Linked DNA regions of Mus musculus: region 1 is linked to region 2. A link is a contact called in public Micro-C data. All regions are on one chromosome and are shown on one strand. The core of a region is the stretch at or near the end of the contact, and the rest is flanking DNA. Distances in the headings are between cores, read along the strand shown. Region 1 overlaps Mlxip (MLX interacting protein). Region 2 overlaps Psmd9 (proteasome (prosome, macropain) 26S subunit, non-ATPase, 9).

The links. Hi-C and Micro-C count contacts between places; a contact is called where the count stands out from the background.
Region 1: a Micro-C map of stem cell-derived neurons shows a contact between it and region 2, with 5 times the contacts expected there. The contact joins two enhancer-like sites. A contact is called at or near these places in 3 of 15 datasets of contacts at CTCF or cohesin (the NIH/3T3 cell line, large pre-B cells and pro-B cells), 37 of 484 Hi-C or Micro-C datasets (the C2C12 cell line, CD4 T cells, the NIH/3T3 cell line and 27 more), 5 of 115 datasets of contacts at active chromatin or transcription factors (embryonic basal ganglia, embryonic forebrain, forebrain and 2 more) and 4 of 9 other capture datasets (adipose tissue, embryonic stem cells, liver and 1 more).

What each region holds. Positions count from the first base shown.
Region 1 is chr5:123,430,045-123,433,752 of GRCm38.p6, reverse strand. The region is part of intron 1 of Mlxip (MLX interacting protein); the gene reads right to left. Among named protein-coding and RNA genes, the nearest start is that of Mlxip, 37 kb to the right of the region's middle. Within about 2 kb of position 1,547, at least 34 of the 459 cell types and tissues checked have an H3K27ac peak or open chromatin away from gene starts, as enhancers often do. A contact at or near this core is called in cerebral cortex, oligodendrocyte precursor cells, stem cell-derived neural stem cells and 1 more, where this site is marked.
Region 2 is chr5:123,233,495-123,237,598 of GRCm38.p6, reverse strand. It overlaps Psmd9 (proteasome (prosome, macropain) 26S subunit, non-ATPase, 9), which reads right to left. Exons shown (of 6, transcript NM_026000.2): 2 at 2,903-3,005. Among named protein-coding and RNA genes, the nearest start is that of Psmd9, 7.4 kb to the right of the region's middle. Within about 2 kb of position 1,623, at least 41 of the 459 cell types and tissues checked have an H3K27ac peak or open chromatin away from gene starts, as enhancers often do. A contact at or near this core is called in cerebral cortex, oligodendrocyte precursor cells, stem cell-derived neural stem cells and 1 more, where this site is marked.

The DNA.
Region 1 (3,708 bases), core at 298-2,797, 200 kb before region 2:
TCAGAGGCTAGAAGTACTTGCTGCCTTTCAGAAGACCTGAGCTTGGTTCCCAGCAAACGCATGGTGGCTCACAACCATCTGAGAACCTCTGGCCTAGATGAAAGGAAGTAGACTGGACAAACATCCCAGAAAGACCTTGTCCCCAACTTCGTTTTGTCTGTGTACTGCTTCCTGGCCACGATGAGGTGAACTTTGCTCCACCATGTCCCTCCACACCTCTGAAAAATCTATACCAGAATACCTTTCTCCCTTAAGGTGTTCTCTCAGGTACAACGAGACAGCAGCTAACAACTACCCACATTTACAAGCCAGCTCAAGACAGAAAAGAAAGATCTCATCATTGAATTGGCACTGAGGACAACAACAGGCAAAAACAAGCGAGTGTTCATGAAGTGCAAGCTGACAACTTTCTAATCATACTTTACATGTTTCTTTAAGCCAAGATCTATTCTGCAGGAATTAATTCCACAAATCCATTCAAACATGGGCACAAAGCCAAAAGGGGATATTAAGTTGTAAGATGAGGTTAGAAATGAAGTACATATTCAATAAAAGAGATTTATTAAAATACAAGTATATCTACATAGTTGAACATTCTGAGATAATCAAAAATATACTTGTGCTGATATAAAATGCTGATAAACAGGCAAAATTTTATACAAGGCATTACTAAATAAATAAAAATAATAACAAGCAATGAAATATAAAACATGGCTTCCTGGTTTTAAACTATACTGGGGATTGACCCCAGGACTTTAATCTGGTGCAATTCCATTGAACTAAACCCTGGCTCCATTTGTTTTGGTTTCTAAGAATTACTTATGTGTATATTTGTGTGTCTGCGCAAGCGCATGTATACACATACACACACAAACACACACAGTGTCTGCAGCATTCAGATTATATCTGTATGTCTGTGTACACACACATACACACACACAGTGCCTTATGTGTATCTCTGTATGTCTACACACACACACACACACACATACACACACACACACACACACACACACACACACAGAGCCTGCAGCAGTCAGATTCCTTGGAGCTGCCTGGAGTGGATGTTGAGAACTGCACTCAAGTCTGCTGGAAGAGCTCTTAACCACTGAGCCATCTCTCTAGGTCTCCACATACATACAAAGGGCGAGGGATAAAAATCAACTAATTAAACATAGGAATGCGTTATTTTTTGAAAATAAGGGGAAAAAGTTCAGGCACAGCCTTATAAGGCCTTCTAGTTGATCACAGAAGGCAAGTAGCCACACACAGAGACAAAAACTTGTGACTGAGTGAATTCTGTGCACAAACCCAGCCAGGCAGATCGTGGTTATTAAATGCTGCCTTTAAAGAGTGAGCAGAGGGATAATAATGTCCCATCTTGTCTCTCCTCCAGAACTCCAACTCTTTTGCTTCAAAGAGTCATTTCTGTTGGCTTGTCTTGGGATCTGGCCTCGATCCAAAGGCTATCAGAGCCAAAACTAACAGGCTGAAGAGGGACAAAGACGTATTGAGGAGCCAGGACATGGGGACTAGCTACCACAAGTACAATGCAAAAGTCACCCTGGCACCCCTCCAGCAGACGACCTCCTATAGAAGCCAGGGACACTTTCAGAACCTACTCCTGTGTCTGAAACTCATCTTCCTTGGGGGCCACTTGGCATCTTTGCTTTTAAAACTGAAGTGAACGTGCTGTGGAGAAGTTGGCTTTGAGGACCGAGGCAGCCGGGCTCAGGAACACGGGCCGAAGGGCCCTGTTTTAGAGAAAACACCAGCTGTGTGGGAGCCATGGGTGAAGACAAGTAAGTCACCTGTGCTGGTGCATTTGTGCAGATTTACGTTTGTCCTTAGGCAAAAAGAGCAGGAAATTAACAGTTTCACAAACACAAAAGGTATGGCAACCTGAGTAAAAGCTGGACACAATTTGCCTTGCTAGTGGTATGGCCTCACTTACACCCCTTCATTCTGTCATCTTTACTGACCCGTGCTCTTGTCATCCACATGAAGGGACTGTCCCAGACCCATACCACTTCTAAGCAAATGCAGAAAGCAGAGTGGCTTGAAGAGCAGGTAATGAGGCCAGGGGTAGAGTATGTGCCTAGAAAGCACAGTGGTCCACTTCTAAACAAGTCACATGAGCTGCCTGCCTTACAAAATGGCAATGCTCTGCTAGCGGTGGTGTCTCGAGTACTTGGAAGGCAGAGGCAAACGGATCTCAGTGAGCTCCAGGATACCCAGGACTACAGAAAAACCCTGTCTTGAAAAAATCAAACAACAACCACAACAACAAAATGGCCAAGCTATCCACTGTGCGGGAGCACTGGGTGGACCACAAGAAGGATCTGTGTTTGGCACAGAGTAAGGGCTGTGCCTGTTTCTGGTATTTAAAGCATTAATTACATTCTGGACCTAACTGGATTCACAGTTCAGTATCACTTAAAGCCACAGTCAAATGTTCCTGCTGGAGATGCTACTTTCAGCGTGTTTTCAGCATGCTCAGACTCTAGGTTCATATACTAGTTTAAGGGTGGTCGAGAGGCCTATGTGCCAGGAGAATAAACTTGAACCTAGAACCCTGAGTGCTCCTAATTACTTTGGAATAAGGTACAGAACCAGACTTTGGAGGTGAGGTGGGAGTGGGGGCAGTGATGGACTCATTTAATTTGCATCATTTGTTAAAGAACTTCATAATTAATACAATCTCTGTAAGACTGGGTGTAACATGAGTTCCTGTAGGCCAAGTACTAAAGTGGTTCAAACAGGAAGAGCACCATGAGTTTGAGGTGTGTGTGTGTGTGCGTGCGTGTGCCATCCTACTAGCCCTACACAGTTTTCCACCATCCACTGAGATGTTAGTCTTTTTTCTAGTTGTAAAATTACAGTAATCATTACCATTTGTGAAGTTTCTACACACATTCCTCCTAGCTTTGTTTTCCTTCCTCTTTTATTCTGAGCTGGTAATTCCTGCACAATAGGAAAATCTATCCCACTGAACCAGCACGGGCTTCTGGCTGTCTTTAGTTATCTTTCCTTTTTTTTTTCTTTTCTTTTTTTTTGAGACAGGGTTTCTCTGTATAGTCCTGGCTGTCCTGGAACTCACTCTGTAGACCAGGCTGGCCTCGAACTCAGAAATCCGCCTGCCTCTGCCTCTGCCTCTCAAGTGCTGGGATTAAAGGCATGCGCCACCACGCCCGGCCTCTGGCTGTCTTTAGAAGACTGCACACTGTGTAATGAGACGTGCTGCTCCTCTCTTTCCTTCCCTGCTTCCCTCCCTGCCCACCTGTTCCATTCGCAAACGGAGCTGCTTGTTTGTTAAATGTGCCATCTTATAGCCCTCTGTTTATTTATTATTTATTTTTCTCAAGAAAGTTTCCTGTGTAGTTCTGGCTGTCCTGGAACTAACTCTGGAGACCAGGCTGGCCTTGAATTCAGAGACCCGTCTGCCTTTGTGTCCTGAGTGATGGAATTAAAGCCTGTGCTATCACTGCCCAGCCCGCCCCGCGCTCTCTCAAGTTCTGTCTCTCTGTCTCTGTCTCTCTGTCTGTCTCTGTCTCTCTCAATAAGATCGTATCACTGTTTGTTGGCATGGTGTATGTGGGTGGCTGGGTGGGTACACACTTGCCATGGTATTCCTCTGGAGGTCAAGAACCCTGGAGACTCAGTTCTCTTCTTCCACAGTTTCCTGGGTTCCAGGCATCAACCTAAGGT
Region 2 (4,104 bases), core at 374-2,873:
TAAAAGTGAAAACAAAATGAATCACCGTGGTCGTCCAGCAGGTCTGGAGACTGGTCCTGCAAGCAGCCGGCATTTAATGTCCTTTTAAAACTAAAAAAAAATATTTTCCTTCTTCTTTGGATCCCAGTCCTTATTCAACCCAGGCCACTGGATCAATAGAACTCTCCGCAGTCTCCAAGGCCGCCTGCTGCCATCGCCCTGATAGCCAATCCACATGTGGCACCCTTGGGTCACAGACTCTCCAACTCTGCAGGAGCCGTGACTGTGGGGCTGTGTGGCTGTGTGGTCATCTAGCCTGCCTGTCACTGTGAGCAAAGGTAGGGCCCGCAGGCATTAGGGGACTTGGGTACTCAGTCCACAGAGGCAGATGTGAGGGGGAAAAACCAGACCCCAGGCCAGGGAGGCTTACAGTAGAGTCACTGTCTTAGACACAATCTGTATTCTCCACACTGCTGTGGGTGAGAGGACCAATGACTGAGTTGCTGATATATTACAATTCCATATCAGAATTCAAAAGGTTTTCATTGCCTGGGGGTAAACACTTCTGCAGCAATTATTTCAAAATTAAGTTTAAGCTGCCACAAATGTACCATGCTAGCACTTGCTGGTGATTAGCGACTAAGGACTCAGCATATGAGACCTTTCTGTATTACTTTCCCAATTTCAATGTAAGCCTAGGATTGTTCCCTAAGAAAAATCCATGTTTAAGAATACATTAAACTTGTGGGAATTGTCTTTCAAAAGAATACTAATAAGGGGGAATTGTTCAATCATATTATTAACACATAATAAAGTCATTAAGATGATATAAAATTAACATGGAGTAGAACAGTGTAAAGCGTCCAGAAATAGGCTAAGCATAGCTGAAAAGCCTAAGTGGTACAGTAAGCTCTAGCACGAAGCCCCAGGTTCCGCTCCCAGCAGGGCATGTGCGCCCACACACACCCACACACAAACACAGAGAATATAACACTGCTGCAGTTCAAGTCAGCGGAAAGAATGCTGTTGGGACACGAAGTCAATCAGCACTGAAAATCAGCATTCGGCAAACTTCCCCGGCCCTGCTTCTGCAGAAGGGGTGAGCCCCATCCCTGGGGGCTCAGGGGTTTGGGGTTAAGCTCAGAATTTCCCTCACATTTGCAGTCTTCACATAGTTTCCCTATTCTCCGCATCTCCTCAGTTTATTTCCTGTAAGACTGAACCTTTTTAACATCAGAATCTTCAGGGGAAAAAGGATGTTCTGAGGTGCTCTCTCCCACACTGTGGCTTTAAGGGAGCGTGCATCTTACTCTGCACCCTGCTTATAAAGGCAGCTCCTTTACCAAAACACTGTGGATAAAGCCGGAGTCCGGCATACTCAGTGGAAATCATGAAATGCAAACCATGGGTGACTGACCCCCTAGTACAGCTGGGATGGAGGGCTGATTATCTACAGTGCCAAGTAAAAGATGTTCACACCCTCATCCCGAAGCCAGTGCACATGTGACCTCAGGACCCTGGGAGAAGGGACGAGCCTGGATTTTCTGGGAGGGCCCGGGTCTTAACAAGCTAAAGAGGGAGGCAGGAGGGGGAGAGGACAAGATTCCATAACAGCTGCAAAGGCTAGAAAGATGTGAGCACTACTTCTAAAGACAGAGGATCCTGGCCAAGAGCCAGGAAACACAGGTGGCCTCTGCAAAGACAAAGGATACACCACCAGCCCCAGCCCCTAGGGGGAGCCAGCCCCACTGACACCTGGATTCTGTCAGCAGACCTTCTGGCTGTCTCACCTCCAGAACTGTCAGACACAATACAGTCTTGTGGCTTGTTATAACAGAAACACAAACCCAGTGTCCTCTGCAGGTGCCATTCTCTAACAGGTACTTCATTAAGACAAAGACCATGTGTAAGACTCCCTCAGGAGAGTGATGGGCCTGCAGCGGGACAGGCTTGCCCAGCCTTCCTGGCAGGAAAATGCTAACCAATGGCACACTCAGGGTGGGAGGCCAGGACCGTTCCTCCTGTCGCCTGTCTCCTGCCTGAACACAGCCATGGGCCTGAAGACAGGCAGAACCTGGTTCTGCTGGCCTTTATACTGATACTTCAGTCTGAGAGCCAGCCTGGGTCTTTGCTATTTGCACAGTGGGAACCTACTTCATGGACTCCATGGGGCTGGGGAGTGACTGATTTGGGCTTCCATTGTTAATTCAATGAAGTCCCATAACAAAGTAAAGCTTTCATTCCTTGTTTTTTTACTTTTTTTAAAAAAATCCTTTATGTATGTGAGTACCCTGTTGCTTTCTTCAGACACACCAGAAGAGGTGGTTGTGTTACAGATGGTTGTGAGCCACCATATTGTTGCTGGGATTTGAACTCAGGACCTCTGGAATAGCAGTCAGTGAGTGCTCTTAACCACTGAGCCATCTCCCCAGCCCCGTTCTGTACTTTTGTATGCAGCCCAGACTGGCCTCAAACAGCTAGCCTTAGAGCTGTGTGCCACCATGCCCAGCTTGAAGCCAAGTTTTTTTGTTTGTTTGTTCATGGATTTTTGTTGTTTGTTTTTGTTTTGTTTTGTTTTGAGACAGGGTTTTTTTTCAGCTGTCTGGCCTGGGACTCACTCTGTAGACCAGGCTGGACTCAACCTCACAGAGATCCATCTACCTCTGCCTCCTGAATGCTGGGATCAAAGGCGTGTGCCACCACATTTAGCTTTGAAGCAAAGTATTTAAAATAAAAAAAAATAATAATAAAGCCATCGACATGCAACTCTGCCATCCACCCTGTCCGCTTGCTTCTCAGTTCCTTACTTTGACAAGGTAATTGTGTCAAAGCAGAAAAGCTTTGCAGTGCTCAATGCTAATCACCCCCTGTGTCTCCAGCAACCCCACCACAAGCCAAGACAGCCCCAGCGAGGGTCACTCACAGATGATGTTGTGCCTTGCTGTTCGGACCTGGTACAAGTCCACATCCGCCCGGGGATAGCCCTCACAGTCCACCAGCGGTTCGTTCATGCCAATTCCTTTTTGCTGGAGGAAAGAGATGTGGTTAAAAAAAAATCTCACAGGTGAAAACACCAAGATGCAATTCCCTAGACCTTTGTACTTCTAACTCATGATGAAAGAAACGAGGACCACACAGTGATGTCTTTAGCACATAGTGATGTCTTTAGCACACATCAGGCTCTGTAACTGTGTCCTTATAGCTACCCTCTGCAGTGGGTACCAGTTTTAATTAAGTATTAATAATGAAAGCAACGAGGTCATAGAGATGGATCAGTGAATTAAAGACCAACAACCTGAGTTCAATTCCTGGGGTCCACATGAAGATGAAAAAGGCACACAAACTGCACAAAGCTGTCCTCTGACCTCCATATGCACTCCTCATCAATGCCCCGGGCCACACTATATACACATTCATAAAATGAAGTCTTTAAAAAATAATGCAAGCAATGCATGAGAATAGTGTACACAAAGCAAGGCTGGATGGTCAGTGGTAGAGCACTGGCATATGCCAATCTTGGATTTGATTCTCTACAGTACACACACACACACACACACACACACACACACACACACACAGTAATAAGTAGGGCTAGGGATATAGGATGTAGCTCGGTTGCTAGAGTGCTTGCCTAGCATACATAAAACATTGGACTTATCCCCCCAGCCCCCCACCCCCAAGCTAGACCTGGTGGTACAGGATGTAGAGGCAGGAGGATCAAAGTTCAAGGTCATCCTTGGTTACACAGTGAGCTCCAGATTAGCCTTGGGTACATGAGATAATCTCTCCAAAACCAATTAATTAAAGCAACAACACAACACCCCAAGGGCCTTCAGAGCCTTCTCTCTCAGCTCCATCCCTCACCTGACCTCTGCAACGCCTCCCTCCCAACAGGACGTAAACTCCAGAGAATGCAGCTAGGACCAGGGTTTGGACTCTTCTAAAAATAAAGACCTACAAGGCATACCAAGATTCCTCCCATCACTGGATGGCACCGGCTGCCGCCAGGGAAAGAAACCGAGTGGCTGGGAGTTAGGGAAGGATGGAAGCCTTTGTATTTGATATCCACCAGCAGGTTCTGGATCTGAACACTGGAAATCTATGCCTTATTCAAAACAGTGCATT